Linked DNA regions of Mus musculus: all the other regions are linked to region 2. The links are chromatin contacts, called in public HiChIP or PLAC-seq, Micro-C and promoter capture Hi-C maps. All regions are on one chromosome and are shown on one strand. The core of a region is the stretch at or near the end of the contact, and the rest is flanking DNA. Distances in the headings are between cores, read along the strand shown.

Region 1 (3,314 bases), core at 143-2,642, 1.2 Mb after region 2:
CTCCTTTCATCAAGCGGCCTTGGGCAGCCTTGAAACCGCGGAGCCAGTAATTGCTTTTTTCAGGAGGCCCGGTGCGGACTGGATAACAGCCAATCAGCGCCTTGTTTACACTTAGTGATGGACAGCCCGCTGGCAAAGTGCCAACCAATCGTGACCGTTTTGCAGAAGCAAGGGAGGCGGGGAAAGAGAGGAGACCACAGATCTCAGATTTAACTCCTTTGTGTCCACGCAGGAAAGAGACTGGAAAAATCCAAAGGAATATAGCTGTGTCGATTGGCATCTACTTAAATACTCCCCCCCAACACACAGAGAAAAAGAGAAGCAGAAATTATGTATTCATCGCCACTAAGACATCACCTCTACTTCTTGAGAATAAATAACATTTGGGTAGGCAACCAAATTCTAACCGAAATATTTGCTTGCAGAATATTTTAAAAGCGCTTTGATTCTGATTATGATAAAGAGAATTGTTTAGAGGCTGTTTTCCATTGTAGAGAGAAATTTGCGAATATGCAGGGACAGGCCCTGAGAAATGCTAAGCATGGTTTTCACACCATGACAACCACCCCTAAAATTATCAAGTGAAGATATTTTTAAAATCTAGGGGCTGATAGAAAAAGTAAATCCTTATCTTGGCAACAGAGCCTCGATTTTCATTTCGATTGTTGCTACGCTGCAAAGTGTGGCGGAGGGAGATAATAATTGAGAGCGGACAGATAGATGGCTGGCGAAGAAAGGTACATCTGCCTCTCGGGCAGGGGGAAGAAGGGCATATATGGAGCCTGTGGGCATGCCTCAGGCAGAAGTGTATTCCTAGTTTGGGTGGGGGGCGCCTGGGAGTGGAGGTACATCAGGGTAACTCAGAATCTGCGCTTGGAAGTTGGGCCTACGTGCAGCAGGTTCTGCCACCTGCCAAACAGACCCTTGGTATGGACAGAGCATCTGGTTTACAGCGTGAGGCTATTTCTTCTTTTTTATTTTGTGCATAAAAACAAATAAAAATGCCCCAAACCTTACACCTGACAAATTATGGAAAAACAAAACCACAAGTCTCCCCTGGACACGGACACCCGTTCTCACTATCCCTAGCTCCTCTCCCGCCCTGCGCCACCACATTCCCATTCAGCAGCAATGATCTGCGCAAAGGAGCTGCGCAGTCGCTGGGCTTGAATTAGGCGCCATCAGGCTTGGTAGTAGCCCTGCTGCTCCCTGATTGGCAGCTCCCTGGCCCGGCGCCAGCCTATTGGGAGGCCTGTTTACGCCGAATGAGTGGCACGAGCTCAGGGCCGTGGAGGGCCGAGCAGCCAATCAGCGCTCGGGCTGCTCCGGGCTGAGTGGCACGAGCTTATTAGTATGCAGGGCCCGTGGCTCGCCGCGCCGGGCTGCAGGTTTGAGAGCCGCTCTGGATGGGCTCGCTAGAGTCGTTGTTGTGGAAGCCGTGCATTCACAGTGCAACAGTCAGCACATTGAAAATACCAATAGGAATACAAACCAAAGTCACATTTACTGATTTAATTGTATTGCATTCAATTGTATCCAGGAAACAGCCTCCAGTAAGTAACTCAAATTGCTTTCATTTTTAATTTTTTTTGCTATTTTTATTATTTTATTATATTATTTTGGTTTTTGGGGGTTTACATTTTTAAGCAAAAGAAATTCAGGATTGTGATGTTAAATAATAGAGCTTCCCTTTTAAAATCCGTTATGATGTTGAAAGGCTTTTTTTTAAAAGATGGACTATATATATGAGTACGATATTTTTTCTTCTGAAAAATTTTATCGATCGGTTTAAAATTCCCCCCGTAATGCGTCCTTGCTTTGCTCTGAGCGCTTGTTGTCTCGATCGACACCCTGCATTAAAAATAAATTATCGAGACAGGACAGAGACCGCCAAGCTTCGTTCAGCAAGAGCCTCGCGGGTAGCCCCGAATGGACAGTCAGTGAGAGCCCAGTTCTGGAGGAACCAGGAGCGAACCCCAATTATTTGCTCCCCCATCTTACTCCCCTCCCCCAGCAATCTTGAATGGGCTCCGCCCGGTCGTTCCGTGGCGCAGGGAACGGTCGGCTCTCCGTGGCCACGGCTTTCCGGGCCTCAGTGAAGGGACAGGAGATTAGAGGGGTACTGGCAGGTTTTCAGGTTCCGCTCCCCACAGACTTAATTCTTTTCAGAACATTTCCCTTTTTTTCCCTCTCTGGGGGAGTTGGGATGGAGGAGGGGGGCTGAACAGTGGGGCGTCTTCATGCTGCGCGTTCTGGGCAGCACGCGGGCTCAGGCCAAGACCCGCGTGGCGTGGTCCGGGGACCGGTCCATTTCCCAGAGCGGGGGTCTTGCACCACCCAGTCCCCGTTCCTAGCTGGGCTGATGGGGGGGGGGCGGGTTTCGCAGGGAGCGGGTTGTGAAGCGACGCTGGAGCCATTCGCTCCCGGCGCGCTCCTGGCTGCGGCCTGGCCTTGCAGGCCCCATTGCGCCCACCCGCGCGGGAAACTCGGCAGGAGGGAGCCCACGGACTCCAGAGCTTGGCCTCCACCGGAGGACAAAGGCGTCTCAGACCCGGCGTTTCGATGCGAAATTTGAAAACAAAGCAAACCTTGAGGAGCTGGGGGTACGAGTGCTGCCCAAGCCTCAGGAGGGTGCACAATTCTGGGGGTCACGCCCAGCCACCCGGGGGAGGATTTCTGGGGTTCGGGTTCTTTAGCTGTGCTCTCGTCGTCGGCTCTCCGGCCGCGCGCGGCTCTCTGCCCGCTGCCACTGTTTCCTCTGGTCCAATCCTGCCCGGGGTCCATTGCGGTGTCTTGTACCGGGGTTTGGCTTGGGGAGGCCTCGGAGCCTCGGGACTCGGCGATCTGCTGCATCTCAGCTTCCGGCCGCGGCTCTCGGTCTGTGGCCTCAGTTTCTGCCCTTACTCGCTCCGTATGGAGCCGGCTTTCCCAGGCCCTGGGCGCGAGCAGACCGGGGCGGCGCGGCAGCTCTCGGGCAGGACAGAACACAAAGAAAAGTCCCCTCTAGTCCGTTCAGAAGCGCAACGGCGGGTACCGGAGACACAACCCACCCCTTGTTTGCGTAGAAAGTCTAGCAGGCTTGAGAGAAAGGCACGAACGAGCCGGCGATCGGCCCGCAGGGGGTGGAGAGTAAAGCCACTGCTTGAGCCCAGAGCCCGCGTCCCGAGAATCGCCGGCAGCCCCCACTTTCGCTCCCACTTTGAAATGTCTTACTGGGGGTGGGGGGCCCAGAACAAAAGCCCAGCGCACACGACTCCCCGGAGGCCGTCGCGAAGCCTTGTACCGCGCGCGCAGCCTCCGACCCCACTCCGGCC
Region 2 (3,640 bases), core at 33-2,532:
AATTGAGTGGGGAGGTGGGCTCTTAGTAATAGTCTGGGGGAGGGGAATGAGGGTTTGTCTGGAAGAAGCCATTTGCAACCAACAGACTCCTTGTGTAACAGAGGTCTACTTGGGATGGCTGGAGGGGGGGTGGGAATGAAGGCCTTCTGGTGCAGCTAAGTCCTGCCTCTAGAACTCCGTGATGGGGCCTCTGACAGAAGTCCAGATTACAAATACACACAAGGCAAGGGCACCCATTGATTTACAAGCCCTGCAGATCCTCCCTGAACGGCACACTCCACCTCTGGAGATCGCAACATACCTTGAGAAGGAAGGTTTTAGGCTTGGGTCCTCGCTTTTTGGGGCCATAGAGCTCCATCTCCCGTTCCCTAAAGAAAGAAAAGAGAGAGAAGGGGGTGTGTCCTGGCTGCACCGAAGTCAGCGTGTATGGGTTCTAGTGAGTGGCTAGGCTAAGGGTCTGTACCTTTCCTCAAAGGCTGCAAGGAGGCGAGCATCCAGAATATTTTCTTCGGGCTCCCACGTGCTGTACCTAAAGGAAACCAGGAAGAATGGAGCATCAGTCCCTGGAGCAGGAGAGAGAGGACAGAGTGGAGGGCGTGTATGTGTGTGCAACTTTTCCGGCTGCCTTGTGTTGTATTTCAATGTGAAGGGGAAAAGAGGAAGAAAGAACCCTCCTCGATATCAGTGTGGGGTAGCGATTGCATATAACCTACTTACTTCTGCGACCAGCCCTTCCATTTCACGAGATATTCCATGCGTCCCTGCAGATGCAAAAGGGAAAATGCTTGTGTATGTGTGTGCGTGGGGAGAAATGCATGACGAGGACACAAGAAATACACACGAAAATGCATGCACCAAATGAATGCTCCAAACACTACCGCCAAAGGAACCAGTCCACTGCAGCACCCCTGCAGAAACGCTGCACAAAGTGCATGCACCGGCATTCATCCCCCACCCCACCCCCCATCCATGCAATCTGTGCAGGGCTGCAAGTCTAAGGAGAGCGCTGGGGCTGAGCCGCCGCCGCCGCCGCCACGGCCGCGGCCGCTGCTGGGACCTGGGGGAAGGGAGGCTGGGCTGCAGCAAGGGGAGGGAGCCTGGGCCCTGGTGAGGGAGAGTTCGCGTCGCCGCCCGCCTTCCCCTTCACCTACTTTGCGAATGCGCCGCTTCAGGAGGGCTTCGGCCGCGAACACCCGCTCCCCCACCGCCGAGAGCTCCATGTTGACTCGCCGCTTCCCCCCTCAGCCGCTTCCAGGAGCAGAAAAGCAGCAGCCAGCCCTCGACAGCCCATAATACTCTCCCGCTGACGTCAGTTCTCCTCCCTCCCCCGCGCACTCTCCCTCCCTCCACCCCCTCCCAGCGCTTCCTCCCGCCCCACGTGTTGCTAACGACGTTGCTAAAGCCAAGCGTCCTGGGCCCGTTCTGCGGGCGCTGATTGGACTAGCGCCCGGCCACGCCCCTCTCCCCGTCTCCCCTGCGTTGCTACGTGACCCGCGTTCCAATAGCCAGGAGGCGGGGTCTCTGTCCACTCCAGAGACCCAGAGGGAGGGGGAGCGAGCCGTCAGCGGAAGTGACGCCAAGCGGGGCGGGCCCGGCTGCTGTCAGTCTGCACGGCTGGACAGGGGGGCCGCTGCCCTAGGCTCCCGCCCCTGGCCCCCCTGCCTGATTGCCCAGCGTTTCCCCGGGTGCGTGGCTTGCCCCGCCGAGCTATTAGGGCTCCCTGCGTAGGTGCCAGCCAGGCGCTGCCCCTCTGCAGACCCAGGCCCTCCCCACCTGCCCATGCCCTAGCTGGCGCCATCCTGGTCGCCAGCCGCCGTTGATGCACAATGCACAGGTGCTGGGGCGCATCGAGCCGCGCCCGAACCCCCGGACCTACGTCGCTTGCGCCGAACCTACTAATTCCCTGACCCCTCCCTTGCGGCCGCGCACCCTGGGTCTCCATGGCAACGCCCCCTCCTCCCTTCTTCACCAGTCCCATCCAGCTAACAAATCAATGAGCCTGCTCTTGGTCTCCAGTCGCATAGCGCTGCCCGCGTCCACCCTCCGGGTCCTGCGAGCTGGCGTGGGCGCTTCTCCGGGCTCAGAAGCCCAAAGCAGACTGGCACAAGCCAGTGTTTACCGCCTGAATCCATCCTGAAGCGAGACCCTGCAGGAGGGGTCGCGAGCCTCCTCTTCCCACCCTCATTGTCCCCAAGTCTCAGCTGCCCTGCCCCAGCCTCTATTCCTGACCCAGCCTGCAGTTTCCGTCCAATCCACTCCTCAGTCCTGAGAGAAGTCAACCCTGACCACATCTGTCCCGGCCTGGGTGGGTTTAAGGAGCCTATGACCATCGAGGCAGAGCCTAGAGCCTGGCTAGCTCTGGAGGCGCCGCGGCTCTGCTCCAGACCTGGGTGCAGAGCTAGTGCACTTTCTGTCTCGGGCTCTTCTAGACGACGTAAGCGTAAGCGGGGGATTCCCGACAAACATCAGTATGGACTTTGAGGGGTGTGGCGGTATCTAGTGCGGCCTGGAAGAGACACCCCCACCCCCACCCCCGACGCGAAGATGGCAAGTCCCAGGTAGGGGACGAGGGTCGCGCAGAGATGCCTCAGTCCCTTTTACACACCTGAGTACACTCAATGACCTTTTGCTCCTAGGCTCTCTTTCCTCCCCTCGTGGTAACCCCTGTTGAGGCGCGGGGGGGGGGGGGGTTCAACAGCAGCTATCCCCACATTGCCCTTTTACTACCCAAGCTCCAGATCACAGAGCCCGACCTCGGAACACACAATTTATTTAAATCGCGATATCAACTTGGCTGAAAAAAGTTTCCCTTGGCCAAGAAGAGGCTGGGAAAAGGGGAGAGAGAAAAAGAAAAAACGACGAAGCCCGGAAAACAGCGAGCTAAGGAGTCTGTTTCGAAAGGCAGGAAGCCCAGAGCGCAAAGCTGGCCTCGGGTCCAAGGCGCTACACACTGCACGCGCCAGTGCTGGCCTTGGGGCTAGCTCCGAGTTGGGCCCGCTGCGCCGGTACTCCCCAGGCCTCCTCTTGCATCAACAGTCGCAGGTTCCAGTTTTTGGCTTCACTCCTAGACATAGTAAGGTGTGCTCCAGGTGAGGAGTCCTCTCGGTTCTCAACGAACAGCGGATCCAGGATGCCCACATCGCCCCGGCGACCTTCGCCCGCCGCCTTCAAGAGACCGCCGACGGCTGGGTCCTTAATCATAAAAAGTCATTCCTGGTAACAAATAGTTTCGTCGGCCGGTGCCAGCGATACAGCTGTTTCTGTTTAAGCTTAAATACTTTCCAACAGTTTGGGCAGTAAAAATAAAGTCGGTCTCAGCCGCCTATAAGTGTCTGGTTTCCCCGCCCAGAGAAAGCCCACCCTAGCCCTCCGCCCGGGTCGCTCTAGTTGCTCCGCCTGCCCGCGCTTGGAATCTGTTGCCCGCCGCGGGCGTTGGCTGTCGGGCCACCCGGAGCTTAGCGGGGGCCGCGGCTCTGCAAGCCGGCTTCAGGGCCACCTTGAAGCCAGTGGCAGGGAACTGCGTGGAGTGGCTGCTGGTGGTGGTGGTGGTGGGCATCAGCTCTTCCTCTCTTTCTTATCCCTGGGAAGTTTGCCGATCAAGTAAAAGATGGTGGTTTCCCTTCAGCTTGGGTTTTGAGGA
Region 3 (3,372 bases), core at 236-2,735, 1.1 Mb before region 2:
AAGCGGGGAACTGGCTGCGTGCTTCGGGGGTCACTCTGCAGCGAAAAGCTGCCCCCCTCACACTGGATGCGTAGGTTCTTGGTCCCCGACTGGGTCTTGACGCTCAACGTGAAGAAGTGGCGCTGGTCCGAGCTGTCGCGGATAAGAAAGGTGCCCGCGGGCTCGGCGCTGAGCAGCAGGTTCGCCTCGCCGCCGGTCACGGCGCTCCAGTAGAATCCGCTCTCCTGCAGCTTGCGCACGGCGTTCACCACCAGCTGGTACTCGCTTTTGGAGCTGAAGGTCTTGAGGCGCAGGCTGGTGTCCAGGGGGCGGCTCATCCCGGCGGCGGGAAACTTGCTGTGGGTGACCATGGCGCACGGAGCCAGCGTGGATCTGCGCGGCGGTGGCTGCAGCTGCTTCGCGGCCTCCGCACAGCGGCCGCTACCGCATCCCGGGGAGCTGCAGAGAGCAAAGCGTGAGGCGCGTGAGTGCCCGGAACCCTCCAGCGTGCCCGGCCCTCCAGCCTCCGCCTAGCGCCCGGGGCACCCCTTTGCCCCGCTTTAGACCGTGTCTCAGGCCCAGCCACCTCGCGGAACTCGACTGTCCTCGGTCACTGCCGGCCAACCCCAGACAGTCTCTTCCCCTGCCCGCCCTAGGAGGACGCCCAGAGAAAACTCGCGCGTGGAAGTTGGGTCTCCAGGAGCGCGGCCAGGATGGGGAGAGACACAAGAGCCCTAGGGACGCTCAGGGCGCCTCTCAGTCCGGTGTCCTCAGTGGCGAGGGCGAAAAAAGGGGGGTGCCAAACCCGAGATATGTGAGAGAGGGGACAGGAGAAACCCGAGGGCCCCAGTCTGAGTATGACGGGAATCAGGGATCTTCGGTTCTCATCCGCTCTGCCCCCTACCTCGTCCCCTCCCTACCGGGAATGACCCGGGAAGGGGAGGAGAAACCGGGAAAAGCTCCCGAGCTGGACCGAGGCCCCCACCCTTCCCCACACCGCGCCCCTCCTTCCTACCTAGTCCCGAAGCGAAATCTCCGGCCTTGGGGCTGCGCCTCCTATGGTCCCCGAGGCGAGGCGGCGGCCAGCAGTGGCTCGCGCTGCGCCCAGATGTTGGCAGCCGTGAAGTCTACAAAGGGGCTCCCCGTGCGTGCGCCCCCTCTGGCTTCGCTGCTCCCCGGGCCGATGAGGCGCACTCCTGGGCGAATCAGGCAAAGGACCTGGGCGAGGGACCTCGACGGAGAGCTGGGCCGGGAAGGGGGCGTCCGGGAGCCCGGAGAGACAGCGGTCGTAAGAGCAGGCGAGTGTAGAGTCAGAGTTAGAGCCGCCTCGGAGGCCGCGCGCGCGGGTATTTACCCGGCCAGTACGCCCCGCCCCCCGATTCCTGGAACTGCCCGGCCGGTCTTCTTGTAATGTTTAGTCACTACTCTGCACTGAAAGGCTGTGCGCGGAGGGCGAGGGAGGGGCCGCGGAGGGCGGGCTTGGAGCTGGGGCCTCCAGGACCCGCCGAGACTCACCGAGAGGGAGACAAAGCGCGGCGCGAGGCTGCCCGACCGGCGGGCGCGGCGCCAGCCTTGGCCGAGCGTTCCTGGCAGCGGCCCCTCCCCCGCGCGCTCCGCCCCCAACTTCTCATTCACACTTTCCCCCCCCTCCCTTCTAAGAAGGCTGGTTTCTGGCAGAGGCGGGGGCGTCGCGATGGGAGCGCGCGGGCAGTTCTAGGAGGCCAGCCGGGAGAGGCTCCCTCCTGGCACCCCTTCCCTTTCTTTTGATCCCCGCGGGGACGCTCCCCTCCCTCTGCACCCAGGCCACTCCGAGGTCCTCATGTACAGTTCCAAGCATCCCGTGCCAACCAAAAGGGACGTAGGACCATTCAGCCACCAGCCCACTGGGGACCTAGGAAGTGGAGGAGGGGGATGCGCGACATTTACCTGTAGACAGGTCCAAAAGATGAAGCTGTGAGATCCAGAAGTGGAGGAGACACTGACTTAGAAGCAGCTACCTGGCCTCAGCTCATCCGCCCATTGCCTGGTTCTTCGGTGACAGACGTGGGTGCTGATGTCCTTTGGGGAGTGGGGTGGGAGGAGCAGCTAACTACTACCTTATCACTCATCTGGGCCTCCCAACCTGCGTGGCGAACTGTGGGTCCGCCCAGGTACTCTCGGCGCGGTGGGGGAGCTAGAGGAAAGAAACCCTCATCCCATGCTCGTCCCCCGAGTCCACCAGAGGGCGCGCTGGAGTCTTGTAGGCGAGCCGAGTTTTGCTGTTTCCCAGGCTCTGTATAGAGAGAATAAGAGGTTGTGGGGCTCCTTATTCAAGAACAGGAGTGGGGAACCCAGAGAGAGAAGCCTCACTTCCCAGGACAGGGTCAAACCTGAGAAGGAATGTCGACTAGGAGGACTGTCCACAGAGCGTTGTAACGGGTTCAGCCACTGCCTGAAAGTCGCTGAGGTGTCAGAATGGACCCTCTCTTGCCTCTACGTTTTAAGGTGTCTGAACTTTCCCGATGGTGGGGTGGAGAGGGAGTATTGATAAGAGCAGGTGATTGAGGTGAAAGGTTGTTTACTCCTGGTCACGTGAGTATCTATAAAGGCCTAGTGTCGAGTTTTGCAACAGGCAGCAGGAAGTGGCAGCCACCTGAGAACCAGCTAAGTGACACACAGTGTCTGCTCTCAGTGGGCTTTCTGACCTGCCCTCTTGGATACCACAGGCTTCTTGTAACACCAGTAGGAGGGCAAACTGACTACACAGAGTAGCTTGGGCTAGGAGGGAGGGCTGCCTGCTTCCCTTCTGGCCCACTGTGTCCAATCTGCTCCACTGATGCTGAGGAACTAAGAGAGACCAGGGCAGGTGCACTGCCTCTCTGGACTCAGTCTTGTTATCTGTTAAATAGGGATGGGTGCCCATCTGTCCCCCGCCCCTGGCAATTCCAGTAGTCAAGAGGCTTAGGGGCCTTATTTAAAATATCTCACACTGGTCTGATGAGCAGATGCTCACAGATGGAGATCCCACAGGTGAGGCCCAGTCCTTGCCTTCGAGTCACTCTCAGGCTCCCCAAATGGATTCTCCCTTTCTCTGTGAACAAGCCCTCCTTGATCTCATTCAGGGAGTGTTCCCCAGCCACTGCCTTGACCGTATGCTTCTGAGCCGAGGGCAGTGGAGGACAGGGAGGACTCTTAGGAAATAGCCCTGGAGTTAATGGATGGGAAAGTGCTTTGTAAATTACAATGCTCTGCCACGAGTCAAGTTCATTCATCCATTCCACAAACCCTGACTTCGTGCCTGGCTCTGTCAGGCCTCGGGTGCAGCGCTGGGGCGGCAGAGCTGCGGGGCAAAACCCACAGTGGGGAAGAGGCTGTGGGCCATGAGCAAGGACTAGTCATGATTGTGACCCAGTG
Region 4 (3,278 bases), core at 689-3,188, 1.5 Mb after region 2:
GTGTTTGAAACATGGCGTCCAGAGGGAAGACCATTTTATCTCGGACGACCACCCCAGGATCTGGGCTGCTTTTGTCAACAGGGTACGATACTTCCGGCCACCAGCATGTCCAGCTTGCCCACAGACAGGCCCCGGGCTTGCGCAGAGCCACTGCATCAGGACAACTGGGATGTGGGCAGGGCAGGTAGCCGGCAAGGACACCGGCGCGGTTTGGGGAGGCTGGCCTGCGCAGCTCAAAAGCAGGGAGCGCCCTCAGAGGCTGCCCCGGGACCGCGGGCGTCGGTTCCCGGGGAGGTGGGGGGGCGGCCGCCACGTCCGCACTCCGTGGAGACACCGGCCTTGTCTCTCCCCGCTCAGGCCAGGCGACCCAGCGACACCAGGGCGGGGCGGGGCGGGGCGGCCAAGGTCCCACGGAGCCTGCAGCGCCCCGCCCCGCCGTGCCTCCGCGCCGCGCCTTCCTCACCTCGCCCTCCTCGCCGCCGCCGCTGCCGCCGCCGCCGCCGCTTCCAGTGGGCCGGCCGGAAGTGACGCGGCGCGCAGGCGCAAACGGCGCGGGCCACGTGATCGCTGGCGAACGGAGTGCGGCGAGGTCGGAGGCGCGCGAGGTCGTCCCGGAAACACGGGTGGGTGTCGGGGGAAGGGAGGGGTTGCCGGGCATCTCTGAACAAGAACATCGGCGCACCGGCCCCGGACACGCATTTCCCCGGCCCTGCGCTGCCAGCGAGCCCCCGCGTACCTGGCGATGGTTTTGTACTGGACTGCGCTAATCAAGTCATCATCACAGCTTGGGAATTATGTTTATTGAAAAAGTAAAAAGTATCACCATTAAAAAACAAACAAACCTGGAGAAAAAGCCAGGCCAGAGAAATGGGTATAGGGGCAAGAGGGTCGTTCCCCACAAGTCCTAACCAGCCTGGCTGCCTCACTGCACATCCAGTGGGCACTCTAGTCCTTGGGGCAAGGTGCTTGCCACTTCTCCAAGGAGGCGCAAGCCCCAAAGGGCTCTCCTGGCTCAGTCCATGCTGGTTCCTTTGAAGAGTTCCACCAAGTCTTTGAAGTCCGGGTCAATAAGGTCGGAGGGCAGATCGCCATCATCATTGGCTGCATCTCTGTCTGCCCCCAAAGAGATGAGATACCTGAGGTGTGAAGGGCAGGTGGTTAAAGCCTACTCAGCCCACTCCGGGGCCAAAAGGCTAGAATATTGGGGTCACCTGTTTGTTTTTTCCAGGCAGAGTGAGGAGGAAGAAACCTGACCCCTTGGAAGCTGTGGCCAGATTTTCCGGCTTGCTCTAATGTTGCAATCGGGTAGAAACTGCCAGAATCCCTGAGTTGATGCCTACATCCTCAGAGCCATATTTTGGGGGGGTCCACCTGGAGAGATTAGGATGAAACCTCTGAACCACATTCCATAGTCTCACCTGGCTATGTCAGGGTACCCATCACTGCAAGCGATGTGCAGTGGTGTCCAGCCTGTCTCATCCCGCTGGTGAATGTCAGCCCCGTATTTGACTAGCAACTTCACACACTCTAGGTTTCCAGAGAGCACAGCTTCATGCAGAGCAGCCAGTCCTGGGCAGGGTGGGAACACAGGGTCAAAGCTGTAACCCTCAGAAGAGGATCTCCCCTGCCTCCTTATGGACAGAAGGCCAGACTCTCAGTTATCTACTCACCTGAGGGATGGATAGTGTCTAGGGAGACTTTCCGAGCCCGGATAAAGCGTCCCACCTGCTCCAGGTCGCCTTGTCGAATGTGGTCCAAGAAGAGAACATCGTTAGGGAAGCGCACGCTCCGATCGGCCAACATCCGCCGCCTCCGCTGTCGGGGGCTGTAGCGAGCATAGCGGACCGTTCGGCTGGGCATCCTGGGATTGAGGTGGGCTATCTCTGTGGGTATGAGTGAGAAAGTGTCCCTACCAGACCAGATCTGTGTAAGCTCTCCTGCTCGACAGAACCTCGATTCCAGCTTATAAAGGGCTTGCGAGGCTATATAAAGCCACGCAGTCATGCTTGCAGACGCGAGGGGCTGAAACTGAGCTGCTCCGCGCTCCCTGAGCACAGGATCATGTTTAGTGGCTCATCTTTCAGCACACCTGTCACTATGTCCGGCCAAAGGGGTCAGATCCTTCCTGGCTACTACTCCCTCTCCGCAGCTGGACCTAGAAGGTGCCTTATAGAGGACAGAAGGACTAGGAGAGAGTCCATGAAGAAAGCTGTGGATGTGAGCTCAAGGGCATCAAGAGGGTCTAAGCTTAAAGGATGATGGATCACCTGTCTACCTACTGGGAGCTGAGCTCCCTCCCCATCTGAAGAGCACCAATCCATTGTCATTTAGGAGGTCACAGCCCTGTCCATTTCCCAATGTGTCACTCTCACCTCTCCAAGAGTAGATTCCCAAAACTGCCTTTAGGGTGCATCATACTGACATCTCAACTCTACAGACAGATCAACACTACTAGTCCTATGGGACTCACCCAGCACACACACATACTGCCTCTGTTTTCTGGACAGCCTATGGACTCATGTTGAAGATATCCAGTCTGATCCTAAGAGTCAGGGGATGGTTTCCATTATGGGTGAAGAAAGGGAAGGACCCCATACAAAGCTTCCTGCAGCTTCTTTGCCAGCTGTCTTGCTTTTACAACAGGTTCAACTGTGGTGTCAGGCGATGCTTGGCTTGGGGGTATGAGACTACCAGGTAGACAGAATGCAAGAACAGAGTTGGGCCAGAGGAGCCCAGAAGCTTGGCTGTGGAGCTACAGATAGCTCCCAACTCAACAGCTTCCCCTGCATCCCTGAATGCTAATGGTGGACTCTGCAGATTGGGTTAAGCCAGAACTTAAACCCTCATGGTTGCAGTGGCTGGCAGCCTCATACCAGGAAGGGCTCCTTCTGAGGTTCTGAGGGAGCCTTTGCACCAAGCTTACCAGAGTTTACCAGCCTCAGTCCTTGGTGTTCTTTGGCTTCTAAAAGTATCACACAATCCCTCCATTCATATCTAACGCTGCTGTCTACGCCTGTGTCCAAATCCTATGCCCCCACACATACACTTTTCTTTGTAACTCAGGCAAACTCCTGAGCATCCTGCCCTCAGTTACCACCTGCGAGTTTACGAGGGTGCACTACCACAGTCAGTTACCCCATTACTTTTTTTATTTCCCCCCACCCCCAGGGAAGGTAGTTGTTTTCCAGGTTGGCCAGTCCTGAACTCAGAATTCTCCCTCAGGCTCCTCAAAATTGTGCTAGAATTACAGGCCTGTGCTGTCACATCTGGCTCAGATA
Region 5 (3,780 bases), core at 714-3,213, 1.1 Mb after region 2:
TGTCCAAGCGGGTGAGAGAAGGGCGCAACTTGAATTTTTCATGTTAGCCAGAGAGAAAAAAAAAATCCAAAATGGAAAATGATTTTATTGGTCACTACCCATAAGTCAAGTAAAAACAAGGATAATTAGAGAGTAGGGAATTCAGGGGCCATAAATCCGCGGCGCCTTCTCCACCGGCGTCGGAAGCTTTATGGCTTGTTGAGTTTTATTTTGAGAGAAAGGAAACACAGAGTTTTGGTGGAAGCGGGACTACCCACCAAGCGCCGCCCGGGCAGACGCGCGTAGCGAATTCGCCCCGGACTTTGGAAGGTGGCCACAATTAAGGATCGCTTTGTCCCAGAAAGAGGGACCTTCCCCCCGGCCGGGACCCTTCTCTCCTCGGCGGGATCCGTGCTCAACCAGACTCTGGGTAGGGAAGTCACACTCTTCCTCACCCCAACTACGACGAAGATGGATACTTGGTGTGCGTGGGGCCGGAAGTTTTTAAACGAGATTCCACTCGCAGCTTCCAAACGTCCACCTGGTGCTGCACGCTTGGGGGCCTTTTCTTCTAATTTAAGGGGTGGGAAGGATGGGACAAAAGAAAAACAACCCACCTTACTTTGCAATCTTCCTCAAAGAGACTGGGAGTACTTTTCATTCCATAGGGGTTTCTACCCCACCAGCCAGAGCCCCGTTTCTTCTTCTGAAATGGTCTTCTCACAAAGCCACCCTTAGCCGACACCGTGTAAAATCCCACTATCGGGTAAGCCAGTGGGGACGCTTCTGGCTCAGCTGCAGCTAACTTGGGAGAAAAGAAAGTGAATTCTTCAAGAACTTTAAAATAAAAGCGGCCCTTTCCCGGCAACTCGCGTCTAGCTTCGCCTTTGTTTTAAACACACATATAAAACCCTTGTCCTTCCTCGGAACGGGGGGCGGGGAGAACTGAGGGTCCACATTCAGAAGCGCTTTCCCCTTAAAAAATATTCTCGGAGGAGCTCTTTTGTTTGAAGTGGGTATGGGGGAGGGGACGGGGCCCGCTCCAGTTCAGCTACCAGGCTCTTAACAAACCACCACCAACAAAAAACCACAACTCTGAGGGTATCTCCTAACCCCGCAAATCTGGGGTTCCCGGATCCAGGAGGGATTCGTTCCTAGACACCCGGCGCGCAGCAGAAGCCAAGACCAGGTTTCCCTAAAGTAAACATCCCGGTTCAGAAAACGAGAATTCTAGGTTTCCGGGTTGGGGGATAACTGTATGAACCACTTCGAAACAGAGCCATCTTGCTGTAGTACCCATGGAGTCCTGGATGAATTTCGTGGGCCTCTGAAGAAAGTGACGCGCATTTCCACAGGAACTGGCTCCAAGCCCGTCTTACGGGTGGTGGAGAGCCCAGTAGGGATTCCAGAATACAGCTCAGGAGGCTACCCCGAGTTCGGCTACCGTCCCAGGACCCCTCAGAAAGACACGTTTGGTGCGAAAATCTCCTACACACCAGCTGGGTTTTTATTCCTTCCCTCCCCAGAGTGTGCTCTGGGCGCGCGGGAAACAAGGAAAAAGCACGTACCTGGCGGCGCTCTGAGGGCAGCCTCACCGGCCCTCCGTAGGCAAGGGAGCTCCCAGAAGCTACTCCCTATCCGGCTGGTCGACCCTAGGCCTGTCCCTCCATCCCTCCCTCCCTACCCGGCTGGTCGACCTCCGCCGAGCTAATTCTCCAGGAGGCAGGAGCGGGATACCCGGCCCGCCTTTCTGGAAATGGGATCCGTTTTTTAGCGCCAGGGCCCGCGCCAACGTCCAGGCCACCGTCGGCGCGCAGGGTTTCCCTAGTCCTTTGGATCAGCAGAGAGTGGGGCGGCCTGGACGCTGGGCTGCGGCTCGCGCACCAGCTCCCTGTTCCCGCGCGCCCTTCTGCATCCAGGCTCCGGCGTGTCCACGTTCCCAATCGCGAAAAGGGGACGAACTCTGAGCCCTCCGGGAAGAGAAGGCTGCAGCCGCAGTCCAGGAAAGAGCCCTAGGGCGGGAGGGGTGCAGGGCGGAGGGGCGGGAGAGCTACCAGCGCCCCACGGCCGCGGCCCTCGTGGGGGTGGGGAGGGCGCCCAGCCCCACCCACGTGGAGGCCCCCGCCCCGCCTCCATGAGGGCAGCGTCCCCGCCTGCCCCAGCGCCTCCGCCTAGCCCCGCCCCATCGCCTCCCGCAGCGGCCGCTCCCTTTGTCTGGGCAGCCGGTGCAAACCAATGGCATCGCGTGGGCGGTGCTCAGGTTGGCCAATAGATGATCCAGGAGGTGTGGCCGAAGAGGAGGGTCTATTTCCCCGAGAAGATACGGTAAACTGGTAAGCTTTTCAGGATCTGGGCTCTGAGGCCGAGAGTGTCTGCAGCTTCGAGCTGGCTCCGCCGTGGAATTACAAATTTTGGATTCCTTTCCACTATCTGGAAAGATGCCCCCAAATCCGGAAGGAAGTGTAAGGGAATCATATCTGGACTCTAGGGAGAGGAAGCCCCAGGGGATTTGATTTTAGAATGGCCCCTTGCACCCGGGACACGCAGTGCCTTGAACTTTGAAATTCAGGGTGTGCAACATCCCCAGAAGTCAGGAAGGTTCTCTGAGATCGAGTGGTAATAATGTGATGTTCAGCTTTCAAGGCGTCTCTGAGTTCAGGGGCAGAGGTGCATAGGCCCTCTCAGGAAGGACTACAGGATTGGGGGCCACTGCCCCAGGACCACCTTAGTGGGCAGCGACTCATTTGCTTTCTGAGCGGAGAAATATCGAGTGCTGAAAAATATTCAGGCTAAAGTGGACCACGGCCAGAGAGCTGTTGCTGGCTTGCCCCAGACAGACAGGGAAAGATACATCTCAAGTGTGCCCCAAGCCACGCCAGGGCAGCAAGTGCAGGAGACAAACAAGAGCCAAGCCATACCTACAGGAGCAGGCAGGTGTCTCCTCTTGAGTTCACCGCCTTGTCCTGGTCTCAGACCTGGAGGTGTTTCCCAACCTTTTCTCCCTTTCTGCATCTTGGCTCCAAGTGAAATCCGCAAACCAAGAAGAAAAGGAAAACAACCACCTGATGTAGGGGCTGTAATCTGGTGCCGCCGATGGTAAAATGAGCCCCGGAGGTAAATGAGGTACATTACAACCCTGGATTTGCAGGGCTCCACCTGAGCGCTATCAATCCCAGCATCTCCCAGGAGGTTGTCACAGAAGCTAACATCTAATTCCCTGTTGCTGAAGGCAGTACTCAGCCACCTTTATGGCTCTGTTTTGAAATTCCTCTTTTCAGAAGTCCAGGGATCCTGAGAGGGCCTGTAGCTAACTGAAGGGCAAGTTGCAGCACTCAGGATCTAGGACTTGTCCGGCTATGGTTGCAAACCACAGACGTGGTGATCAAATCGACCTTGAAGTTCAGCTCCCAGGGATTAAGCACCCCAGGGTGGACACAAACTGATTTTTTTTTTTTAGACCAAGAGGGATTGAATCAAGATAGTGGTCAAGATAATTCCTAATAGCCTCTCTTCCCACCCTCAAGCCCTAGAAATGATAGAAAAGTTTTAAAATCCATTACAACTAGAGAACAAGAAGAGTGCCTGGGAGACAAGTCAGGGCACTGCTCCTGCAAGAGGGAGCATGGGAGGGAAACTGCTGGCCGGCAGGAGGGCTCCAAGGAGAGCCTCTCAGAGGAAACTGTGGAATTCTGGGATCTCTGTCAGGGTGATGGGTGGGAGTCTGTGGAGACAATCTCTTCCTGGGCTGTGCTCAGTGGACTGAAACTAAGCAGATGCCCTGGAGAGTCATATGTGAAGGAG
Region 6 (3,267 bases), core at 326-2,825, 2.0 Mb before region 2:
GATTGGCTATTCTCTCTCTGTACCTCACAGAGCCTCATTATCATACCTCATTTGCATGTCTCACATCTGAGTGGTTATACTCTCAAAGCCTCATTATCATGCCCAGGCCAGGCAGTGTCTTTGCAAAAAACTTTACTGCATATGTACACATTGGTTGTTTGTCCAAACTTATGGGTGGTGGCCAGCAGTAGTCAGTGTCACTCTGCAACGGCACATGTGGCTTCCCACAGTTGTGTTTTTACATCCACAAGACTCATCTCAATAAATAAATAAAATAGCCTTCAAAGGGGGAGTCTGTATTCAGTGGTTGGATTCACATTACAGTGAAACATGCAAAAACCCTTCATTCATCTCAATGAGGTTCGTGTGTCATTTTCTTCATTTACTGAAAATACAGAGTGCACCCTCTCCTTGCCTTTCCCCGCGCCTCTAGCTGACCTGAAGATGATCTTGATTCCAGTTAGAAGGAGCCACAGCTGTAGGGGTAATGGCTGTGTGACACTTTCCCTAGGGAGATGAGACCACCTTGTTTACTAAATGACAGACCAAAGTAACAATGACACCAAATGCCCCTCCCGCCCCCATGAAGTGGCCAGTTTTCTGGGGTTACTCACAGGAGCACGGATAGCCCAAAGACACTCACATTACTAAGAGCCTAGCCCAGCATGAGTGACAGCTCAGGAGAGCTGGAAACTGGAGCTCTCTGCATGATTTGGGGCTAATTCCACAAGTTCGGAGGGTCTCTCCTCATTAAGGAGGGCGGGGCCTTGTGAATCTGGTAAGCTTTAGGAATTTTTTGAGACTTGTCACTTATTTTCCGAGTCTTAGAGTCTTAAGGACTATCCGGATCGCACTTTCTCAAGCTTCCCTCCGGGTGAGATGTTTCGGAGGAAATTACTACATAGCACCGACTTGGCCCTGGCATTATTGATCAATTTTTTTTCGTGGGATTTCCCATTGGCCCCTGGGATACCTTGGGATGATTGAAACCTGGACCTGCATGCAGGACTTGGATGCCACTTTGGAGGTTGGAGGTCTTAGCCCAGAGATGCCACATCACAGATCTAACTAACCCTTTGCTGGACCACGGTGTCATGTTCCTCGGGAGGTCTCTGCTGAAGGCATGATTCTAGATACAGTCCTGCGGCGGTCAGGTCAGAGGTGCGATTTTGGGAAGCCTTTGGATCAAGAGGGTGCTGACGTCAACGGGTATCAGTTGATACCACCTATGGGTTTATACTGTGATGGAAGGTCACACACAGGTTTGCAACAGAACCAGCTGGGTTTCAACTGCCTTTGCCACAACAGGGCTGACTGGGCTCGGGAAAGTCAACTTTTTGGTCTGCACAGGGCTGCGTGATTGATAAAGGGTCAGTGGCTAGGCTAGCTCCTGCCGCCCAAGAGTAGGGAGTCCCTCCCGCTTGCGCCCCTGTAGACGAGGTCCCACCGCCGCGTGGAACTCTGGCCGCTCTAACCGCGTCTAGAACGCGGCCCCTTTAAGGCCGACCTGGATGACCCGAAGGCCAGAGCGACCTTCTAGCGGCCGTCTCGATGGTAAATCTTCAGTTCCGGCCGGAAGTGCATTTGCAGAGCTGGTTCCGCCGGGGAGGAGAACTCGCGTGCTCCGTGCAGAGGGGATGCATCCTGCGCAGCGTGGCTCGGGGGCGCCGTGGAGCCTCCCGAAGGCGATCGTGGGATTCAGAAACCTCTCCCGGGACTCCCATGGGAGGAGGCTGACCCCGGGCCGGCACGCGATCGCGGGATGGGCTGGAGTTGTAGGAAGGCCCTAGGCCCGGGCCGCCATCGGCGGGGCACTGGCTGCTTCTGTGTTGCAGGCGCCGCACGGGTTCGTCCGCTTACACAGAATTGTATTAAATTGTCTTTTTATTTCCCCACCCAGGAAATGAACCACATCCCCCAACGACTAGACGGAAGCACGCACAAGCTCCTTCCTCCCGAGGAGCGTTTCCAGTGACTTGAGCTTGGTTGGCCCAGGTATGTCAATCCTTGGGGGTGGGACGGTGACCTGAGGCCGACGGTCTGGGAAAAGGCTCCTGTGTGGCTGTACCCGCCCGAGGTGGGTGCAGCCCCGTACCAGACAGCCCGACCTTGACCTAAAGTAAAATCCCAGAGGAGGAGGAACCTCTTCCCTGGGGTTAGAATTTGCAGTAACAGGTGTGGACATCCTAGCAGCAGTTTGGTGGTCATGTATGATACTGCAAACAGGAGCCCTGCTGAAGCTGTGGGGACTGAGCACAGTCCTCCAAAAGCAAATATTTGACCATTACTCAAGCCCCTCACTTTAGATAAAAAAGAGAAAAAAGACGTATTCATTATTTTATTTTATTTTAGAGTGTGGATGTTTGCCTGGTGCCCCCAAGGGGTCACAAGAGGGTACCAGATTTCCCAGAAGTGGCATTATAGAGTATTGTCAGCCCCGGTGTGGATGCTGGGAACTGAACCCAGGTCCTTTAAGAGGGCAACAAGTGTTCAGCTTCAATGCTGAGCCATCTCTCCAGCAACTGCACCACCCCGCTCTGAGATAGGGTCTCACTTAGCCCAGGCTGGCCTTTACTCATTAAGTAGCTGAGGGCAGCCTTTGAACTTCTAATCCTCCTTCCTCTGCCTCTGGTAGCCGCCTGGATGACCGGCATCCTCGAGCACACGTGGTTTATGGGATGTACGGATAAAGCTCAAGGCTATATGCATGCTAGGAAGTCTTCTACTCCTGGGTGTCTGTCCCACCCACGTGGAGCTTAAACAAAGATGCATACAGTTGTGACTCCAGACGTCACTGGACAAGACACCAGTACAACCCAAACAAACAGAAATCGTTCCCCAGGACTCACCTGAGCGACCGTGGGCCCCACTAGGTTGTCTCTTCAGTGTGGTTGAAGGACTGGGCGTTTGCATTTTGAGTAGCCACATGGGGCCAGTGGTCACCATTTTGAAGGTCCTGGGTGTGGCATACTTCCGGAAAAACCATGACAAGAGGAATCTGCCATAGTTCAGGCTTGTCACATGCTCTTCAGGGGCACGGGAGCCAGGCTGGAGTGTGGCTCAATGATAGACATATGCTTAGTGTGTCTTGAGAAGGTCCTGCTTGTTACACGGGACTCTGCATCTGTTCAGGTAGACATCAACAAGTCATGGAAGGCAATTGGAAAGAGACAGCACACAGGGACTATGGCGGTCCTGTGAGGGAGGTACAGATGGGGTCAGGAACACAGGCATGCTGGAGTCAGACATGGCTGGAGGGGAGGGAGG
Region 7 (3,683 bases), core at 543-3,042, 1.4 Mb after region 2:
CCAGCCGTACAATATGCAGGTAAAGAGACCTAGTCTTTGCTAGGCACAGAGGGCTATCCCAGGCAGGCCCTCTCCTCCTTGCTCTCGCTTCTGCTTTCTTCCAGCCAGGAGGGTCTGTTTGTGTCTGGTCACAGATAACTCAGTGTCGGGCTCCATCTTACTTCCCACAGAATCTCATGACCGCCCTTCCCGGGCAGGATGCGTCTCTGCCAGCCCAGCAGCCCTACATCCCAGGGCAGCAGCCCCTGTACCAGCAGGTGAGCCGTCTCCCAGCGGCCTGCCCTTGGACTTCTGAGCTTCCTTTGATCCCTTGCACTGGGTGCATCAGGGGCTTTGCTCAGCAGACAGAATCATGACATGCCATTAAGTGCACGTATGTACACATGCGTCCATATTGCACAGGAGACAAGTTTACAAGAGATCACACGTGCCATTGCCATATTGGTAACAACCTGATCTACTATGTGCTAAGGTGAAGCTTGTTCTAAGCCGAAGGTTTTGTTTGTGAAGGGGGGTGATGAGCCTATCTGCTCTTTCTCTCCAGATGGCCCCCAGCACCGGCCCTCCCCAGCAGCAACCCCCTGTGGCCCAGCCAGCGCCTACACAGGGACCGCCAGCACAGGGCAGTGAGGCCCAGCTCATCTCCTTTGACTGACCTTGAGTCTGGCGCTCACCATGCAGAGTAACACTACAGTTCACCAGAAACCACTTATATGTCTAACTAGCCATTCCTCCCCTATTACTGCCCTGTAGTGTCCCTTCTGTGAGCAAGGGGTGGGCCTTCCCCCTTGGCCCTCTTCCCTGTCCTCGGTGGTCTGGCTCCTATCACTGGTTCCCTGCTTCAGTCCTGATGCCGTCTGACCTCCCCGGGACTGGGGCTCTGCAGGGCAAGTAGAACCTTCTCTGGAGAGTGCCCGGCTGTGTTGGGTGCCACAGGTGAATGCTGTGGGGATGCTTAGCCTGGCCCGGAGTCTGATGTGAACTAACTGTGTGGTGTCCAGGCCTGGCCCTGGTACCCAGAAGAACCATGTGGCTCCTGCACAGCAAGGGTAGAAGCTTTAGGTATCTCTGTCTCCCCTTCTCCTTGGATGTCATCTCTCAGTGCAGAGCAGTGAAAATAAAATGTATTTCAAAACTCTCATGATTGATTGTTCGGGCAGCAGGCTGGGTTGGACCAACAATTTAATAGTCTGCATCTGTTGTGGAGTGTGCTGGGTACTGGCTGAGAAACCGTGGACTTGCCAACAGTCTCCTTCCTGGTGGGGATTCTGCAGACTCATCTGGTGCAGGATACATCACCAGGCGGGTGAGGAAGGGTGCAAACGCGGGCTTTTGCAGCCCAACTGCCCTCAGGATTACCCACTGCTTAAGGTTTTAGCTCTCAATAGCTCACCCTGAAATATACGGTTCAACCTGACTTCTGTGAGGTCTCAAGTTTTGCTCTTTCCCTCCCCGCTAAGCGCCCGCCTTAGTGTGCACTCAAAGGAGGCGGTTCCGCCTAGTGAGCTCTTGGGAGGACTCCAGGCCCTTCCTTCTCCTAGGTTTAGAGTACTGGGCTCCTGAGGTTGCTAACCTCTTGGACCACTGAGTTGAATTCAAGGGGCTATGAGTTCCGTAGGTAAAGGGGTGGGGGCGCCTACTTATTCCCCTGGCGAGACAAAGGCGTGCGGAACACGACTGATGGAGAAAGCGCCAACCCAGTATTGTCTCCGCGCCTGCGCGTCGCACCGCCTAGTGCGTAATACCAGGAGCCAACCCGGGCTAGAGCGGCCCGGACAGCTCGCCTCCTCCCGGATAGAGCGTCGCTTCCGCTTAGAGCCGCGTGTGACCTTCCCGCTTGCGGAGCTATGCTGCCGGTGGCGGCTAGCCGCTGCCTGTGGGGGCCACGGCTTGGACTCCGGGGGGCAGCGCTTCGCCTTGCCAGGTAAAGCGGTGGTCTAGAGCGCCATTGCCGGGGCGGCGGGCAGGAAGTAGGTTCAGAGGGAAGGGGTGACGGGCGCATCGCCACCTTCCGCGGCCCAGCCTGCGGGGCGTGGAGAGGGCGGCTCGGCCTGGGCGACCTTGGGTGCAGGTACCTTTCGTCCCCAGCTTCCCGCCGCTGAGACCCATCGCCGTGGTCGGCAGCATAGCCCGAGCCCCGTGCTTTGGAAGGCTTGGTGCAGCACTGTGCACCCGCCAGGCTGATGTATTCCATTCAACCAGAAGCCTGCCGTTCTGGGCAGTATTGCAGACATAGTCGTGGGCTCCTGAGGCTCTATGGGAAATGTAGGAAAGCTTTTTCGGGTCCCTTAACCCCAGCTTGTGGAGCCTGGCCTCAGCGGTGGCAGACTGAGCACATGGATCTTGTACCCTTGAGTCTCCCGTTTTTTCTGATCTAACGGCTGTTTGCCTGGGGTAGGCAACAGATGCCCAGCGTCTGTGCAGCGCGGCAGTTGAGAAGCAGCAGCCACCGAAGGAGTGAAGCACTCGCCGGCGCACCTCTGGATAATGCTCCCAAAGAATACCCCCCCAAGATCCAGCAGCTGGTCCAAGACATTGCCAGCCTTACGCTCCTGGAGATCTCAGACCTCAACGAACTCCTGAAGGTATTAGGAGAGATCGGCACAGGCCAGGACTAAAGTCCCTGCCTTCTAGTTGTATTTTTACCAAACAAAGGTCAGAGGTCCCTGTCTCTTCTGGGGTGTTTTGGGAGTTTGGTAAATTATCAAATGTACTTTCCTAGGTGGTAGGGCCAAATAGGCTTGTACCTCCATTTGTACCTCCATTTAGGGTTTGATAAGCAGCCACTGAGACCTCTCCTTCATCCTACAGAAAACATTGAAGATCCAGGATGTCGGCCTTATGCCAATGGGTGGCATGGTGCCTGGTCCCGTCTCTGCTGCAGCACCGGCCTCTGAGGTGAGCCTAGGCCACAGGAAGACCCAGTTCTGTGTGCCCAGTTAACTGCCCGACTCAATAACTTAGGTATTTCCCTGTTCCTCCTTGAGTCTGTAGCTGTAATCCCTGTGTTCTGCTGTGGGCTCCCTGCAATAGCTTTGGGAAATTTTCTGCCGAAGGCATTCGAGATCTTTACTAGTGCGTGCATGTGTGTGGGTGTGCATGAGCAGGGGGTGGTCAAAGGTCAGCTTTTGGGGGTTCTCCCCTTCCGCATGGGTTCTGGGGATCAGGACCTCGATTCTGTAAGCTAGCTTTCCTTCTGCCCTCTGAGCTACACTGGTGGGAAAAATGATCTGAAGAGAGGAAACGGTACGCCAAACAGTGCAGCAGTCTTGAGTATTATTAAAAGTAGGGAGGGCACAGAGATGTTGTGGGAGAGTGCCTGCCTCAAGTGCACTGCACCAATTTGGACAGGTAGGGAAGAGACTTGGAATTTCGAGGAAGGCCTCTACAACATGACAATGTTGAATCAAACTTGAAGGTGTTGAGGAAGAGAAAGCAAGGTGTTTCTCAAAGAGTTCTGGCTGACAGAGGGTTTCCAAGTGATTTTTTTTTTTAAAGATTTATTTATTTATTATATGTAAGTACACTGTAGCTGTCTTCAGACATTTCCAGAAGAGGGAGTCAGATCTCATTAAGGATGGTTGTAAGCCACCATGTGGTTGCTGGGATTTGAACTCACGACCTTCGGAAGAGCAGTCGGTGCTTTTAACCGCTGAGCCATCTCTCCAGCCCTCCAAGGGATA

Evidence for each region. Promoter capture Hi-C pulls out the DNA fragments that hold promoters and counts their contacts. A called contact is a pair of places that touch in the nucleus more often than the background predicts. HiChIP or PLAC-seq counts read pairs in DNA pulled down with a chosen protein or histone mark.
Region 1: a contact with region 2 is called in a Micro-C map of embryonic stem cells, with 5 times the contacts expected there. The contact joins the promoter of Bahcc1 here to the promoter of Cbx8 in region 2. A contact is called at or near these places in 10 of 39 promoter capture datasets (cranial neural crest, embryonic stem cells, hippocampal neurons and 4 more), 13 of 484 Hi-C or Micro-C datasets (B cells and embryonic stem cells) and 8 of 115 datasets of contacts at active chromatin or transcription factors (differentiating embryonic stem cells, embryonic stem cells, pancreatic cancer cells and 1 more).
Region 3: a contact with region 2 is called in an HNF4G HiChIP or PLAC-seq map of pancreatic cancer cells. The contact joins the promoter of Socs3 here to the promoter of Cbx8 in region 2. A contact is called at or near these places in 3 of 484 Hi-C or Micro-C datasets (B cells and embryonic stem cells) and 1 of 115 datasets of contacts at active chromatin or transcription factors (pancreatic cancer cells).
Region 4: a contact with region 2 is called in an HNF4G HiChIP or PLAC-seq map of pancreatic cancer cells. The contact joins the promoter of Ppp1r27 here to the promoter of Cbx8 in region 2. A contact is called at or near these places in 1 of 39 promoter capture datasets (the C10 cell line) and 1 of 115 datasets of contacts at active chromatin or transcription factors (pancreatic cancer cells).
Region 5: a contact with region 2 is called in an H3K27ac HiChIP or PLAC-seq map of embryonic stem cells, with 12 times the contacts expected there. The contact joins the promoter of 2810410L24Rik here to the promoter of Cbx8 in region 2. A contact is called at or near these places in 1 of 39 promoter capture datasets (embryonic stem cells), 6 of 484 Hi-C or Micro-C datasets (all in embryonic stem cells), 9 of 115 datasets of contacts at active chromatin or transcription factors (embryonic brain, embryonic stem cells, extraembryonic endoderm stem cells and 1 more) and 1 of 9 other capture datasets (embryonic stem cells).
Region 6: a contact with region 2 is called in a promoter capture Hi-C map of liver, with 2.4 times the contacts expected there. The contact joins the promoter of Snhg20 here to the promoter of Cbx8 in region 2. A contact is called at or near these places in 2 of 39 promoter capture datasets (liver and stem cell-derived epiblast-like cells) and 1 of 115 datasets of contacts at active chromatin or transcription factors (pancreatic cancer cells).
Region 7: a contact with region 2 is called in an HNF4G HiChIP or PLAC-seq map of pancreatic cancer cells. The contact joins the promoter of Mrpl12 here to the promoter of Cbx8 in region 2. A contact is called at or near these places in 1 of 39 promoter capture datasets (pre-B cells) and 1 of 115 datasets of contacts at active chromatin or transcription factors (pancreatic cancer cells).

The regions. Positions count from the first base shown.
Region 1 is chr11:120,231,555-120,234,868 of GRCm38.p6, forward strand. Bahcc1 (BAH domain and coiled-coil containing 1) reads left to right here and starts at 1,393. Exons shown (of 28, transcript NM_001347621.2): 1 at 1,393-1,553. 2900052L18Rik (RIKEN cDNA 2900052L18 gene) reads right to left here and starts at 63. Exons shown (of 2, transcript NR_151480.1): 1 at 1-63.
Region 2 is chr11:119,039,631-119,043,270 of GRCm38.p6, forward strand. It overlaps Cbx8 (chromobox 8), which reads right to left and starts at 1,283. Exons shown (of 5, transcript NM_013926.1): 1 at 1,152-1,283; 2 at 718-761; 3 at 464-529; 4 at 302-368. The coding sequence starts at 1,220.
Region 3 is chr11:117,967,881-117,971,252 of GRCm38.p6, forward strand. It overlaps Socs3 (suppressor of cytokine signaling 3), which reads right to left and starts at 1,486. Exons shown (of 2, transcript NM_007707.3): 1 at 995-1,486; 2 at 1-438. The coding sequence starts at 350.
Region 4 is chr11:120,549,194-120,552,471 of GRCm38.p6, forward strand. It overlaps Ppp1r27 (protein phosphatase 1, regulatory subunit 27), which reads right to left and starts at 1,939. Exons shown (of 3, transcript NM_026814.3): 1 at 1,671-1,939; 2 at 1,419-1,569; 3 at 782-1,136. The coding sequence starts at 1,860. The coding sequence ends at 1,013. It overlaps Mcrip1 (MAPK regulated corepressor interacting protein 1), which reads right to left and starts at 534. Exons shown (of 5, transcript NM_001033231.4): 1 at 464-534.
Region 5 is chr11:120,187,893-120,191,672 of GRCm38.p6, forward strand. 2810410L24Rik (RIKEN cDNA 2810410L24 gene) reads right to left here and starts at 1,964. Exons shown (of 3, transcript NR_030682.1): 1 at 1,548-1,964; 2 at 597-784. It also overlaps Gm9734.
Region 6 is chr11:117,075,208-117,078,474 of GRCm38.p6, forward strand. It overlaps Snhg20 (small nucleolar RNA host gene 20), which reads left to right and starts at 1,576. Exons shown (of 2, transcript NR_027059.1): 1 at 1,576-1,995. It overlaps Mir6516 (microRNA 6516), which reads left to right and starts at 2,141; the gene lies at 2,141-2,250.
Region 7 is chr11:120,482,845-120,486,527 of GRCm38.p6, forward strand. Mrpl12 (mitochondrial ribosomal protein L12) reads left to right here and starts at 1,793. Exons shown (of 5, transcript NM_027204.3): 1 at 1,793-1,924; 2 at 2,399-2,585; 3 at 2,812-2,898. The coding sequence starts at 1,848. Hgs (HGF-regulated tyrosine kinase substrate) reads left to right here. Exons shown (of 22, transcript NM_008244.3): 20 at 1-19; 21 at 171-257; 22 at 545-1,140. The coding sequence ends at 655.